Linked DNA regions of Mus musculus: region 2 is linked to region 1. The links are chromatin contacts, called in public HiChIP or PLAC-seq maps. All regions are on one chromosome and are shown on one strand. Each heading gives the region's core, a stretch centred on a gene start, on an enhancer-like site or on the middle of the called end of the contact. The rest is flanking DNA. Distances are from core to core; before and after follow the strand shown.

Region 1 (2,700 bases), core at 58-2,557:
CCTCAAACTCAGAAATCTGCCTGCCTCTGCCTTCCAAATTCTGGAATTTTAAAGGCTTGCATTACTCCTGGCTCATAAAATGTTTTTAACATTCCATAAAACAAACAAACAAACAACAACTGGGCTTTTTTTTTTTTTTTCATGCCTCCTCAGCAGGAAGGAGGTGCAAACAGGAATGTCAGGGGTCGAAGCTATCCATAGCTACATACAGAATGTGAAGCCTGCCTGAACTACAATTGTCAAAAACAAGCAAAAGCCCCACAATTAAGTATGAATGAGAAATTGGTTCAGTTGCCAGTAAAATACCATCAAAACATAGAGGCCTGAGAAGTCCTATTTCTTTTTAGACGTTAGTCAATAAAAATTTAAACTTGATTTAAATAAAATTCGTTACCTTAAGACAAGTATGAACAAGAAAGTCTAGGATACTACACTTGTATGAAATAGAAATCCCAGATATTGGCACACTGTATATCACTGACCCATTATTCCTTGTGGCGTTACTAGGTCTGACCAATCCTTGATGTCCTCAAATTTCACCTTAATGAGGCTGACGTCTTTCAGCTTGTCTACCGGCAACTCCTTGACGTACTCCAGACGGCTAAAAAAGAACGCTTTGGGCACAGCTCCAGCCTTGAGAGCATCTGCAATCAGCCTGCGACCTTCCAGTAGGATCTTCCCTTGCTTTTCCCGAAAAGGCCTGGACTTAACTATTGTCATCACACTGCTGTGGGTGCAAACAGAGAGGGGATGATTATCAACGCTCTTGGCATGGAGGGATACATGAAGTTCTAACAGACACGCACAAGCCTCAAAAGACGACATTTATTTTGCACCGTCGAAACAGTAAGAGCCAGAAGCTTCACAGTGAAGCAAGAAAAGAAACGGGAGCAGATGACAAGTCTCAAAAACATATCACCTTAGCCTCCTGTCCCCGGGAAAGGCCTTATCGTAGCGAAGCCCTGCCTCTTCCCAGGTGTGAGGGGTCTGGGATGGGGATGTCTCAAGAGGCTGTTTCTGTCGCTGTCCCTGGGAACTGGCCTTAGGGACCGCCTTGCGAGGCTGCTGGTCAGGAGCGCGCTTCCGTTCCTCCACCTGTCCCGAGGGAGACAACACTCTCACCGGGCTACGCCGCAGCGCCCGGACCCAGCGCCGAGCGTTGAGGTCCCGAGTCTGGACCACCCGCAGCAATGATCCCAGGGAGCACCACATGCCCTTCGCCGGCGCTGCCATCTTTCCCCTGGCGCGCGCTACCTCACCCGAGCGCGCGGTCGAGTGTTAGTGACGTCACCCGACGATCCTTCCCGGTTTGGTGGGCGGGGTGTCCCTCTGCCTGGAACTCGGTTTTCGTGTTGGGAGCCATGGCCACTCGTCGAGCTCTGCACTTCGTTTTCAAAGTGAAGAACCGCTTCCAGACAGTGCATTTCTTTCGAGATGTCCTGGGGATGCAGGTGCAGACCGGGACCGAGCGGGGCTAGCGCGAGACCCCGATGGGCGGCCGGGCCGCACCAGGGGAGGGAAGACGCCGTGGGCGCGCGGCCACCCCAGCCGCCAGGCCCTAGACTCCGCGTTGCCACGCCGGTGTTTTCAGCTTTTGCGAGCCCCCCTCTTTCGGGTTGGGAAGCCTTTGAAAGGGGACTCACCTACCAGCTGTGTTGTCTACGCACGTTCACCTACAGCCCTTCTCAAATATTTTTTACACTCCTGGCTTGGGGAGCCTGCTGTCTATAGTGAAGGAGCGTTGATAGGCAAAACGTTATTTTAAAAAGCCCCTTCCAGTTCACGACAGAGCGGTCTCCTGGTTTGAAAGGTTTGGGTGTGATCAGCAAATTTCGGCTTCCATCAGAGCTGCGGATTTGAAATTTAGGCTCTGGGAGGGGGACCCATGGCTTTGCGCATGCTAAACAAGCACTCCGCCATCGGATTCCGCGAACAAGCCCTGTCCGAGCAAGTTTGAACGGTCTCTTTCGTAGGTGCTCATGATCTGTGGCTCTGTTCTAAACAGCCCAGATGTAAGTATGAGGTCAGAATCAAGTCGCCTTCCTAGTACCTGGAAACAGTCTGAGAAGCTGTGATTCTAAGGGGGTCACTTAGCTGAAAGTGTAGCGGAAAGGTTTATTGAGCTCTTTGGTAAGCCAGGGAGGTAGGAGCACACCAGTGCAGAATTTATTTATTTATTTTTAACAGACTTGTAGCAGTCCAAGTCTAGCTGGGTGTAGAGATGGTACAGGAGGTAAGGACTGTAAAGGAAGTTGCACAAATCAGTCAACACAGGTTAGTCATAAAAATATCTGCTGTGTAGGGGCTGGAGACATGGCTCAACTTTTAAGAATGATTGCTCTTCTTCCAGAGGGTGTAAGATGGGTTCCAGGTGTTGGATGGCTCACAACCATCTGTAACTACAACTCCCAGGGAATCTGACCTGTGGCAGGCAGGCAGATAGACACACACACACACACACACACACACTCCTGGTGTTTGAAGGTACCATGGTAAGGTTAGGTATAGACTAAATGACTCTGGCATTTGTTCCCAATTAGAGCACATGATGTAGGAAATATTAGATTTATACCTACCAGTCAGAGTTTAGTGATACTACATGTCATTATTCTATTTCTTCATTGATCAAAAGATTGTTGTTAAGATTAAACATGTTACCTTTTAGGTGGTAACTGACTCACAGGTAGTTTGTGTTCTGTA
Region 2 (2,700 bases), core at 11-2,510, 140 kb before region 1:
GTATTTCCAGACCATGTCTATGATAATTCAATCAAATACTCAGTTCTATTGAGTGGGTCTTATTTCCTCTTTCACACTGGGAAAGAGTAGAAGTAGAAGAGCATCTGGGCACATCCCTCTTGTTACTTATCTATAAACTTTTTATCATAGCAGTCTTTACATATCAAGTAGGTAAAAGAAAGTGGGTCTAGAGAGATGGAGAAGCACTTGCCTCATACGCACAAGGACTGGGGATGGTTAGCAGCACTGCAGAGAGCTGGGGTCGCGGGCCTTGCCTGTATTCCCTGTGCCGGGAAGGTGGTTTGTGGGCCAGCCAATTAGCAGAATTAGCAATCCCAGATTCTGTGAGAAACTGTCTCAAAGAAATAAGGTGTTGAATAATTGGTGAGGGTACAGAATATTCACTGCTAGCTTCCACGTGGATGGGCATACACACACACACACACACACACACACACACACACACACACACTGACACACAAGAACACACACAACAAGACAGTGAATTGTCATGTCAAAAAAAAGTTGTGGGACTGGAGAGATGGCTCAGCGGTTAAGAGCACTGACTGCTCTTCCAGAGGTCCTGAGTTCAAATCCCAGCAACCACATGGTGGCTTCCAACCATCTGTAATAGGTTCTGATGCCCTCTTCTGGTGTGACTGAAGATGGCTACAGTGTACTCACATAAAATTTTAAATCTTGGGCTGGAGAGGTGGCTCAGTGGTTATGAGCACTGACTGCTCTTCCAGAGGTCCTGAGCTCAATTCCCAGCAACCACATAGTAGCTCACAACCATCTGTAATGGGGTCTGATGCCCTCTTCTGGTGTGTCTGATAATAGCTACAGTGTATTCATATACACAAAATAAATAAATCTTTTAAAAAATTTAAATCTTTTTTTTAAAGTTGTGGAAGTTTTCATTGTTTGTACTCAGTGTACGTGGTATTTATTTTGCGGTATAAGGAGGCTCCATACAGTCATCACAGCCCACCCTCTTCCTTCCCCACTTCTGTTCATCCCCTATTGTATAAGCCATTATGCTCACACAGTGACACTCATACCCCCTGGGCAATCTCCCCAGCTCTTGCATTGGCTTTTCTGATAATCACATATCCCCCCCCCCCCCTGGTGACCTTTTAGTCACCCAGGATCCTGGGGTCTTTGCTAGCAGTCAGGTGCCTGGACAAATGAGGGTGGAGTCCAGTTTCTCAGAGCTCTCATTTTCAAGAGTCAGTTTAGATGTCGTCAGTTTCTATAGTCTGTGGAGATCATTGTGTTTGTGGATACGCCCACTACATTAACCAGAGCCCCTCCCCAGGTTTGGGTTATGTGTGATCAGCCTGCCTGACAGCCTGGGTGACAGACTCCCGGGACATAGAGACCCTCTTCCAGGATAACTGTGGTCTGACTCTCCCTTGGTTAGCTTGTCCGCTACGGGAGAGCCTCGGAGTTCTTTACCTTCTCTCTCTTCAGGAAAGTTGGTGTAAAAGGACTTGTACTTGGTAAACCCACGTTTGCTCCTAAGTGACCACCTCCCATGAGGTCAGTGAATAAGCTGTAGTGAATTCGCTGAAGGGCCGATGTCAAGTTCACCAGCCTGTGGTTTGTAGGATCTGCCCCCTGGAAGGTCTGTGTACCTTCCCTTCCCTCTGTTGGTTTCGGGTCACAACAATGGCTGGCAACCTCACTACACCTTTTTCTTCCTCTTGGCTCTAAGTCTCACCTAAACGGAGCAGCATTGCTGGGCCTGAGGGGCATACAGGCCACACTAGTATGTTCGGTTTCTGTAGGGGACCTTGCACCCAAGTCCACACATACTTGGTAGTGGTGTGAATTGAGGGCGCTCCATTATTGAGGAGGCCCAGAGCCTGTGCTTTCTGAGGGCCATGTGGCAACACAGAATGCCTTATCCCAACCCCAGAGCCCTGTTTCATCTGCTCATTAGAGCGCTAAAGAGCCTGAAGGAGTCTTTCCTCACTGCCCCCTCCCCAGGCTGAGAATCCCACTGGCTAATTAAGTGTGGCATTTACTTTCAGAATGAGCTAGCAGTAGATGCCAGACCTTAACAAAGAGATCTGGGGCCCTGTGGTAGAAAGGCTTGCTTTTCTTAATATTTGACTTTTTAGGACAGATCAGCCCACTTATTTTGAGAATTTTTATCCTATTTTGAAATGGATTTATTTTCTCCCTAACTATATTTGCCCATTTATGACTGCCCATATAATCCCAGTATTTCGGAAGTGGAGGCAGAAAAAGCAAGAGTTGAAGGCCACTGTGAGCTACTTAACAAAACGTTTTTTTGCTAACACAAAAACAACAGAAAAAGATTACAAACGACTCTCTCAGATCCGGTAGAGTTTGGCACTGAGGACTCCTGACTGCTCAACGTTAGGCCTGGGATGTCTTGGAATTAAGTGCCCCAAAGCACTTTCCAAGGAAATGAAATTTCCTCAGTTTGTACAAGGCCCCCAGACCCCACCCTTGGACACATTGCTCTAAGCCTGTACAAATGTTCTTAAGAGTAAAGTACTACTTAATACCACTTGGACCTCCTGCTTTTCTCTAGGACTTAGGAAAAGCTTGTGCTTGCGGAGACCGGCAGAACGCTGCCTTTGTAGCCCCTGGCTGGCAGCAATTCCTGGCATCATCCAGTGAGTTCTGCCGAAGAGCCAGACTCCGTAATTCCAGACCAATTCCAGG

The links. HiChIP or PLAC-seq counts read pairs in DNA pulled down with a chosen protein or histone mark.
Region 2: an H3K4me3 HiChIP or PLAC-seq map of embryonic forebrain shows a contact between it and region 1, with 3 times the contacts expected there. The contact joins the enhancer-like site here to the promoter of Glod4 in region 1. A contact is called at or near these places in 31 of 39 promoter capture datasets (the 3T3-L1 cell line, 3T3-L1-derived adipocytes, the C10 cell line and 21 more), 5 of 15 datasets of contacts at CTCF or cohesin (CD8 T cells, the NIH/3T3 cell line, embryonic stem cells and 1 more), 153 of 484 Hi-C or Micro-C datasets (3T3-L1-derived adipocytes, the 4T1 cell line, the AML12 cell line and 94 more), 55 of 115 datasets of contacts at active chromatin or transcription factors (the 230-238 cell line, CD8 T cells, the HPC-7 cell line and 40 more) and 6 of 9 other capture datasets (adipose tissue, bone marrow-derived macrophages, embryonic stem cells and 3 more).

The regions. Positions count from the first base shown.
Region 1 is chr11:76,242,306-76,245,005 of GRCm38.p6, reverse strand. It overlaps Glod4 (glyoxalase domain containing 4), which reads left to right and starts at 1,307. Exons shown (of 9, transcript NM_026029.3): 1 at 1,307-1,451. The coding sequence starts at 1,362. It overlaps Mrm3 (mitochondrial rRNA methyltransferase 3), which reads right to left and starts at 1,270. Exons shown (of 4, transcript NM_183263.5): 1 at 920-1,270; 2 at 483-727. The coding sequence starts at 1,233.
Region 2 is chr11:76,384,436-76,387,135 of GRCm38.p6, reverse strand. All of the region lies in intron 1 of Nxn (nucleoredoxin), which reads left to right. Among named protein-coding and RNA genes, the nearest start is that of Nxn, 13 kb to the left of the region's middle. Within about 2 kb of position 1,260, at least 22 of the 459 cell types and tissues checked have an H3K27ac peak or open chromatin away from gene starts, as enhancers often do. A contact at or near this core is called in astrocytes, cerebellum, embryonic forebrain and 3 more, where this site is marked.